Regions from separate parts of the Mus musculus genome. Here region 2 is linked to region 1. The links are chromatin contacts, called in public Hi-C maps. All regions are on one chromosome and are shown on one strand. The core of a region is the stretch at or near the end of the contact, and the rest is flanking DNA. Distances in the headings are between cores, read along the strand shown. Region 1 overlaps Pgm1 (phosphoglucomutase 1). Region 2 overlaps Ror1 (receptor tyrosine kinase-like orphan receptor 1).

Evidence for each region. A called contact is a pair of places that touch in the nucleus more often than the background predicts.
Region 2: a contact with region 1 is called in a Hi-C map of muscle stem cells, with 2.2 times the contacts expected there. The contact joins two enhancer-like sites. A contact is called at or near these places in 9 of 484 Hi-C or Micro-C datasets (embryonic stem cells, granulocyte-monocyte progenitors, granulosa cells and 4 more).

What each region holds. Positions count from the first base shown.
Region 1 is chr4:99,952,581-99,957,253 of GRCm38.p6, reverse strand. The region is part of intron 1 of Pgm1 (phosphoglucomutase 1); the gene reads right to left. Among named protein-coding and RNA genes, the nearest start is that of BC062258, 25 kb to the right of the region's middle. Within about 2 kb of position 3,228, at least 19 of the 459 cell types and tissues checked have an H3K27ac peak or open chromatin away from gene starts, as enhancers often do. A contact at or near this core is called in muscle stem cells, where this site is marked.
Region 2 is chr4:100,211,801-100,216,373 of GRCm38.p6, reverse strand. All of the region lies in intron 1 of Ror1 (receptor tyrosine kinase-like orphan receptor 1), which reads right to left. Among named protein-coding and RNA genes, the nearest start is that of Gm12701, 94 kb to the right of the region's middle. Within about 2 kb of position 1,798, at least 41 of the 459 cell types and tissues checked have an H3K27ac peak or open chromatin away from gene starts, as enhancers often do. A contact at or near this core is called in muscle stem cells, where this site is marked.

The DNA.
Region 1 (4,673 bases), core at 1,979-4,478:
TTTAAAACTTTCTAGATAGTAATAGAATGTGTGCTCCAAATTTTAGCTTAACTATTATTTTAAACACACACACACACACACACACACACACACACACACACACACGGGGGAGGGGGGCTCGGCAGCAGCTTTGGGCCACCAGTGTTATCTGCAGAACAAACCCGGCAATGCCCTGACATACACCTTCCTATAGGAGTGTGCTATAGAGCTCTCCTACTATCAAGATTAGTGCTTTTGCCATTTGCCCTCTACTTTGCTTAATCTGGCAAACGTGTGTCCAAAATGCAGCCCTTTGGCAGAGCCTACTAACACTACTGCCATCTTAGACCCATTATCTCTACCCTGCTGCACAAATTCACCCTAATAAAGGGCTGCTTTGTGCCCCAGGTCATTACAAGCAGATCCCTCTGTAACAGTCTTCCCCCAAAGACTCACATCTAACATCCAACTGTCCCCCAGCCCCCACCCCTGGTACTGTTTTACATGACTTCCAAGATCTACAAACAGCATGCCCTGCCTTTGTTTTCTTTCCTGTTGGACAAATGACTGAACGTCAACAAGGAAGCCACTGAACACACTGCAAATCCTCCCCTTGCCCCGACTCATGACAGCTCTCCATAGCACAGGCGTAATTCTAGAAGCTAGCTAGCTAGCAAGCAGTCGCAAAAGCTTAAGGCCAGGAGCATTCTGTATGTGTCTACAAAGCAACAGGTACTTTCCAAACTACAGAAACCGAGCAAGACACATGCAAACCTGAACTCCACTCCCAGGTCCCTGCGTCCCTGCTATAACTCTGAACTATTCTCACAACATTCGATATCTGAAATCACAATGACATTAAGCGGGTGTTAGAGTTGAGGTGTAGATCCTATCCACACCTCGATGCATCTCAGTATTTCTGCAGAATTAAAAAATTGCTTGGAAGGGCCAGAGATGTAGTAATACTTGTTGTATACCAACCCCATTGGCAGCTGCCATCTGCACTATTGTCTCTATTGCTGATTTATTAAAATACCGCCCATCTCCACCGACCACCAGTGATGATCCCTGGCGATCTTTGAGGTCTATGGAAAAGAATATGCTCTGGATGAAATTCTCCAGATAGCAAGGCTTTTCCTCAAAGTAATAGGTGTTCTTCCGTAATCCACTTGTTCCTGGCTTCTGGTCATGGTAAGGAGCTGTGGCAAAAGTCAGCAGTGGGAGTGGACCCTCTTCTGTTTTCCTGTATGTCCCAGAAATCCATTCTTCAAAGTCACTCATCTTTCATATCCAATACTTGGCTCTGTGAGGGTGTCCAGGAAGTAGCTGAGGGTCCCCCAAATGGTCTATCGGACCTGAAGCTGCCACAGTGTCCTTTGAGTAAACAACACAGAATTTTCCTTTGGACCATCACTGTCGGTTAGGAAGTCTCATTAATTCCCTATGGTGATTGTCTCCTGAGACAAAGTTACGGGTCACACACCCACCCATACCCCCCCCACACGAAGCAGATCTTCAAAGTCGTTCGGATGAAGATCCTTCTGCCCACACAATGAAGCTGAACACCCTTCAATTATTTTTGCCTCGTTTCCCGTTAGGGCAGAGTGCCCCGGAGCGCTGCCTACAACAGACTTTGGTTTCAGACACCAGAGAGCTGCCAGCCTCTGCTCTGGAAGCCAAGGCTAAGATGGAACAACTGCAGTCCCTAAAGCAGGCTAGGACAAGATACCGGGTATGGCTCTCACTTTCCCTGCTGCCTCTTGAACTGGAGCCTCTGGGCCATCTGCAGCTAAAGTTGTTTAGAGCCACTGAGCAAATAAAAGGTCAAGCTTAAAATGGGAGCGGGATCTCAGTTACCTCTGGTCTCCCTGCTTCGATGCCATTCTGAGACCCACAGAATTATGTCCTTCCCACACGCCATCCCAGGTAGAAGAGAAATGATCAGCTAGCGGAACCAACCGATCTGCTCATTGGCCACCAAGAATTTAACCAAATGGGGCTGGAGTACAGCTTAGGGAGAATGCTCTTGTCAGCATGGGCAATGCCCAGGGGCATCTCCAGCACTGGGGGTAACAATGGCTTAGTGAGAGTATCCACCAACATTTAGGCTCTCCTCTTAAATTTATAGAAAAATGACTCTAGGGATTCACCACATTTTTGAGAAATACAGAACAATGAGGAGTTGATAGATATATTTTCCTATGTATATAAACCTGGATCAGTTGCTAATAATTAGACAAATAATAGGATAATATGATTAATTATTTTGGATAGGGTCCTACTATATAACCCAGACTGGCCTTGATCATGTAGCTCACATGGCATTGGAACGTGAAATCCTGCTAGCCTCTGCTGACATACAGGCATATGACACTGTCTGTTTAAACAGACTTTACTCTCAAGAAAACACTTTAAACATTTTTATTTTCATTTATGTGTATATGTGTATGTCTGGCTGCTATATGCCATGTGTACCTATGGAGCCAGAAGAGGACAGTGGATGCCCTAGATCTGTAGTTACAGACAGCTGTGAAGTAGCTGGGTCTGAGTGCTGAGAACCAACCTCTGGAAGAACAGTACCCTCTCTTAACTGCCAAGAATTTCTCCAGCCTTCTCAAGGAAACATTTTAATGAAGCAAATTGTCTTTTACATTTGAAGAACCTAAAATGTTTTAAAACAGTTTATCTCAACAAATTTAATATCTAATATCCTCTGTCCCCTGAGGTTTTCCTAATAATCAATTTAAAATTCATCCTGTGAGTTTCTTGTCTAGGTCAGCAGAAATTACCAATTAAGAAGCCGTATCATCAAAGTTTAAAAAGTAAACCAGGACTGGTCAAACCACAGGTCTGGGGAGTCTGATAGGAAGTGGAGAGTAAGGTTTTGAAGGGAGCTGTGAATCACCACCTTTGAAAACCAAAATTATTTATCTACCAGGGTGCCAATTTGGGTGTGACAGAAGACAAGCTCTGTAAGCAGCTAGCTAGCCTCTCAGAGGCAGGAATAGTCCTGTGATGGGGGAGGAGCAGCTGCCTAGCACAGGATCAGCAGAGTTAATGGGCACATGGCTGAAAAGCACTCAACTGGCATGGGAGCCTGGTGTCCTTCATAGAGCAGACATGGCCACACTGACCAACTACCCACAGCTCAAGTCCCATTGGATCGCTGGATCATATGGTCCAAGTGGAGAGCAGCCTGCACAGCAGCCTGGACCTGCTGAAGAGCTGTCTCCTGTTCCAGCCCCAACACAAAGCTAGCAGCTTTCTGAGTCACTTGGTGTATGGGCCTGAGTAGCACACCCAAGTGTGGAATGTGCTGTCTCCAAAATTCAAACAGGTTTCTCCCGGGTGGTAGGAGTGGGCAAGTGTAGTAACTTACCCTCCACCTTAGAAGGTCAATCTCTCCATGCCCCACACCACTTGATGCTTGGGAATTCCACTGAGGTAGAAGGCCCTTGAATTTTGGTTGGATTTATTTCCCATCCTCTGATGTACATATACGTTTTATCAACAAATCCAAAGTGGTTGCTACCTCCTGCTCACATGGTGCAATCGGCACCATGTCGTCCATATAGTAGACCAGTGTGATAGTTTGTGGAAGAGACAGGTGATCAAGATCCCTTATGACACGGGGCTGGAGTTGATACACCTCTGAGAGAGAACTGTAACTGTATACTGCTGGCCTTGCCAACTGAAAGCAAAGAGAAAGAAAATCTGCAGATGTGAAAACAGCCCATGAGGCACATGTATTACGCTGAGAACCAGACTGCCAAAAACCAACCACTTTTTATGGCTTATTTAGAGCTCCTGTTTTTTTGTTTTTTAATGAAATTCTTTGAAATTGATTTTAAAAGCAAGCTTGTTTTATTCATAGCTATCTACCATGACTTTTTTGACTTATTACGAGTAGCTTTTTTTTAAAATTCATCTATTTTAAGTTCTGTGCCAAGTTCCCCTTCATTTCTTAGAGCCTTGTAAATTAGACCAACATATGTGTCTTGGCATATGCAACCAAAGAGCTAGATTTATGAAATATTATTCCAGTGATCTCTTCATTGAACTAACAGAGCAGTGACCCAAGGCACTGCAACCTTCCTAATGAGACCCCGATGTCCCAGGGTACATTCGGGAGCACGTGGGCATGGGGGTGCCTAGACAAATCCACCCAGCTTTCCTCCCACACAGCGCATGACATTTTGGCATGTTCTCTGCTCCACCTGGGCTGCTTGCTGGTGAAGGACTTTCTGAAGCTGAAATTACAAACGTATCCATTTAGATGGCTACACATGCCCAGTCTTGTATTTATCAATATGCAAACAGAAGCCTGAAGGACACATGGTAGACGCTTACTGGAGAAAGCTTCCTTTCTTAAAAAAAAAAAAAGAACATGAAGTCATAATTTTACAGACACCATAGAACTCAACCTCATATAAAAATATTACCAGAAGCAGCAATGTTAGATGGACTGTGAAGTGGGGTAAAAAAGAAGAGGCATTAAAAACATTAAGCTTCCTGAGCCGCTCGGACTAAGTGGGGCAGCTATTAAGAAACTCATCCGTTTTAGCTCTCCAGCAAAGGTTGAACTTCATCTTCAGAAACGCTACTGTCGAGCAGAGCGAACCCAATTTGGCCTAATGAATTCGCCTGCGTTGCCAGTACTCCTTCACAATGACACAGATTACATTTAAACCATA
Region 2 (4,573 bases), core at 549-3,048, 260 kb before region 1:
TTTGAGATTGCCCATTAATGCCTAAACATATGTAGCATGTGCTGATAGCATGTACAAATAGAGGAAAGAAAGCTAAGAGGTGACAGACAGTTTCCCCGTGGCATTTAATAAAGTAGCAGAGCCTCTCTAACAACCTCCGCATGCAGTGTCTTAAGCTTCGTTTGCCTCTGCTAAACTTAGATTTAGCAGTTGTTCTAGAAGATTGAGCCATCTCATTTTCTCTACATTCTTAGGGCTCACCAGATCACAAAGGAAGCATTCTCTGGGGCAAGTTTTAAGTTATTGTATCATTTCTGTATCACAAATACTTAGTGACTACTCAATAATTGCCAAGGACTATGTTAAATGTTTAGCCACATTAATCATTATGACAGCATGACGGTGCTGGCACATAAGATCTCCTCCTGTATCAAGAAACAGACTCAGTACTGGTCACTCAAGGTCACAGAGTCAGGAAGCATGTGAGCACTTACCTGTGATCCTCCTGTCACCAGGCATCTTCATCTTTGGGGAACTACTGGAAAGATTCTCTAATAGATCGGTTATCTAACGCAATCAAATCTACTCAGTGAATATTGTACATAGGAAAATTCTACCTTTAGGGTAATCCAGCACTGGCTATAAAACATACTCTCTAGGCTGGCTTTTGGCATAAATGTCAAGGACAAAATAATTTTTTTCTCTGATTAAAAGAAAACGTTCTCAGTGGCAGCTATTAAATTCTGCAACTAAAGAAAGAGGGCATTCATCCACACCGGCTCTCTTTGCTCCTTATTCACAATGCTAAGCTCCTATTAGTTGTAAAAAAACAAAAAAGCATTTTTCAACATGTAAATATAATACAGTCCTGCCCAAAACAATGTTAATTTTTTTAAAAATTATGTATTTTCTTAATACATGAAGAAAACCAGCTCTACACTTTGACCCCAGGCACTGAACCATCATTTCAAAAATGTTTCAAAGCATTCTTGTCCCATTATTTACTCTCTAGATATTCCTGTTTTTTGTAAGAAGTGTCAGTTTGAAAATAAGAAAAGAAATCCAGATATGCATTAACAATAATTAATATTGACCTTTCAAGACTAAACGGTTGCATCTCCTTATCAGACTTCGCCTTTTCCCAATGAACAGTCAGACAATTTTTGGATCTTTATCCTTAGGCCTGCACGGCCCTGTCCTCAGATCCTGGGAAGCAGGTGAGGTCCCAGGACACTCTCTGAGCCCTGGCTGCCTGTGAAACCATTTCACACACTCAGCCTCATGCCTCACGACTTGTGTGGGCAGCATTTGGCCGTCTCTCTATTTACACAAACTCCCTAACGGTCTGGCACCACTGACGTCTCAGAGGGAGGCACAGTACATAGAGTGTTTCACAAGAAAATCTTTAAACAAAAGGAATTAAAGAAAATCCCTGTTTAATAGTGAGTTTTTAACCAAGCTCCTAAATTCTCGAGAGCAGTGAAATATTAACTTTCCCCAAGTGGGAACACAGAGCTCGCCTTGTTTCTCTTCATACTCTTGGGTCACAAACCCTCCGGAGAGGAGCGTGCTCCTTCTTAAGAACCTACTGAGATTCCTCATCAGTAGTGGTTGGGAAAGCACAGGATTTGGGCTCACACAGATCTGCGTTCAAATCCTGTTTTCCACCCTCCTCGTGTCTCAAGGAGTTAGTGTATAAATCAGGGATGAAAGTGGTAATGACCTCACTGCTCCTGGATTCTGCAGCAAAAGGTGTCCGCTCAGAGCAAGCACGCAGTGTGGGGTGGCTGAAATACAATCAGCCTGCTGTCATCTGGACCTTTGAAGGGACCTTTCTTCAGCAGAGAGCAGGAAACAGTGACAAAGGTCAGGAACCAGCCCTACTCTGTGCCTCTGGCTCTGGTTTAGTGCCCCCTTGTGGCTACCCTTCCTAGCCCTCCTTCCTTGCCTTTGTGGTAAACCAAGCAGTACCTAAGTCATTCAGGGTCATTCCATCAGAAGGTGCTGTGGGGGATCTGCATTACAGAGTCACTGTTTTGTGCTGTCTGCTAAAGGCTGAATTAGTGTGATCAACTTGACTGATCACACCCTCTTCCACAGCACTGTGGGTCCCAAGTGACTTCTCCTTACTGCCTCGGCATGAAGCAAGGAAAAACACACCCTCCGTCAGTACCCTGTTACAAGCCCAAGAGGGTTCTAGAGAATCCCAGGGCAACCATTTTTCTTGCCCATGTCCCAGAGCCATGGTGGCATTCCACACAAGAGGCCTGCTTTGACCAGGAGCAGGTAGCAACTCTAACAGCCTGCCACATTCCCCACTTCCAGCCACAGCCATTTCCTGTGGCCAGCACGCTCCCCGCATGGTCTAGAAATCCTTTGCCACATGGTTCCATTTGCCTGTACGTTCAACCTTGATTTTGTGGCATGTACTCGTTTTGGCTATGTAAGATGTTGACTCACTAAGGTGACACGATGTCATTTCTGCATCAGTTTCCATGAAATAACATATCATATAATCATGTTGGGGGGGGGGAGGTCTCACTACAAAAAGTTAAATTTTTTGATTCTTTTTTTATTAGATATTTTCTTTATTTACATTTCAGATGCTATCCCGAAAGTTCCCTATACCTTCCCCCCACCCCCCGCTGCTCCCCTACCCACCCACTCCCACTTCTTGGCCCTGGCATTCCCTTGTACTGGGGCATATAAAGTTTGCAAGACCAAGGGGCCTCTTTTCTCAATGATGGCCGACTAGGCCATCTTCTGTTATATATGCAGCTAGAGACACAAGTTAATTTTTAAAAAAATGATTGGAAGTTAAATACAATTGGTGGATATTCAATCATGTGTCTAATACAATTAAATGAGAAGCCATTTTATTTTAATAGAATGAATAAAAACTTAAAAGTATACACTAAAAAATCAAAAATAGAGTTTGTTCAATTGTAGAATTATAACTGTAGAATTTTTTCCCCATCTCATTTGCTTAGGTGTTTTAACTAAGATATGTTCTTCAGTTTTTCACTCAGCAAACACTTGTACCTTCTAAGTATCAGGCTTGTGGCAATACCAACATCACTACAAAGCCAACTTAGCCTGAATGACCCCCACAATATAACAATGGTACTCAACCTGTGGGGTCATGACCCTTTGACAAAACTCTGTCTCCATAAGTATGTAAGTATTTACATCATGATCATAACAGTAGCAAAATTACAGTTATGAAGTAGCAATGAAAGCAATTTTATGGTTGGGGGTCACCATAACATGGGGAACTGTATTAAATAGACACAGAATTAGGAAGGTTCAGAGCCACTGAACTGGTAGAGTTCACAGAGATCAATCAAATAAGTATACAAATTCATCCTTATAATCAGGGACAAAAGCCACAAAGGGAGGACATGGGGTACCAAGAGCAGTGTAAGAGAGGGTCAGTATCTCTGACTGGTGGGCTAGATTCAGAGAAAGCACCCTAAAGAAATAACATAGGGCACCAACTATGGACAGAACTGAGGCTGAAGGGAACTGAGGAGGAGGAGGCTCTGCAGGCAGGGGACCAGTACAGGCTCGCTCGGTTGGGGGCTGCCAGTGCAATGACCACCCAGGGATGAGCATCTGATAGATGGATGGGCATAAGGCAAAAAGCAGTGGGGACTTCTGTAAGAGAAGTAAGGGTTTCTGCCTCTGTTTATAACACAGTGGTAAGCGTAGAAGCAGGGGGTGACATGATCAGGGTTGGCCACAAGGGTGACTGTCTGCTGGGCAATGTCAAGGGATCCAAGCAACCAACCAACCAACCAACCAACCAACCAACAAACAAACAAACAAAAAGGATGTAACACCAGGCAGTGGTGGCTCATGCCTTTAATCCTAGCACTTGGGAGGCAGAGGCAGGTGAATTTCTGAGTTTGAGGCCAGCCTGGTCTACAGAGTGAGTTCCAGGACAGTCAGGGCTATATATACAGAGAAACCCTGTCTGGGGGGGGGGGGGGGAAGGGGGGAGATCCAGACTGAGACTCGGTGGATGTAGCAATGCTGGCTGGGGTAAGACCTTGGAGCCAGTCAGGGCTCTCTCCCTTCTCTAGTTTCTGCTGAGAACAAAGTGAACAGCAGTGCCTGGGCACAGAAAGACAAATTCCACTGGCACAATGTTCAAAATGCTATTTTATCTCAAAACCTGGAACCAGTGCTTTGGAGAACAAACGGCAGGTGTATTTACATTAAACATGAAACCCCTTCCGTCCTGTGTTTGTGAAGCACACAGTCTTTTCTTCCCAGCTTCACTGGGGGTTGCCATCTACTATCTCCAATTACCACGCTGCAGTACTCCCCCCCCCCCGCCCCGTCCCGACAAATCTCCTCCTCTCCTCCCTTACTCCTTTCAACCCTTTTTGCAATTATATGCCAGTTGCTTCTGCACCCACAGAAGTATCGGGGCCCCCACAAAGCTCTTCTTCTCCCCTTCCCACCACAATGGTGTCCAGATCACAGGGATCAGGTTGAAGTTATTGTTCCTCCTGAAAGAAGGTTTCTGAGAGCCTCTCACGTGAACATCTCAGCACATCAGGGCAAGGAAAATGGGGGTGGGGGAGCT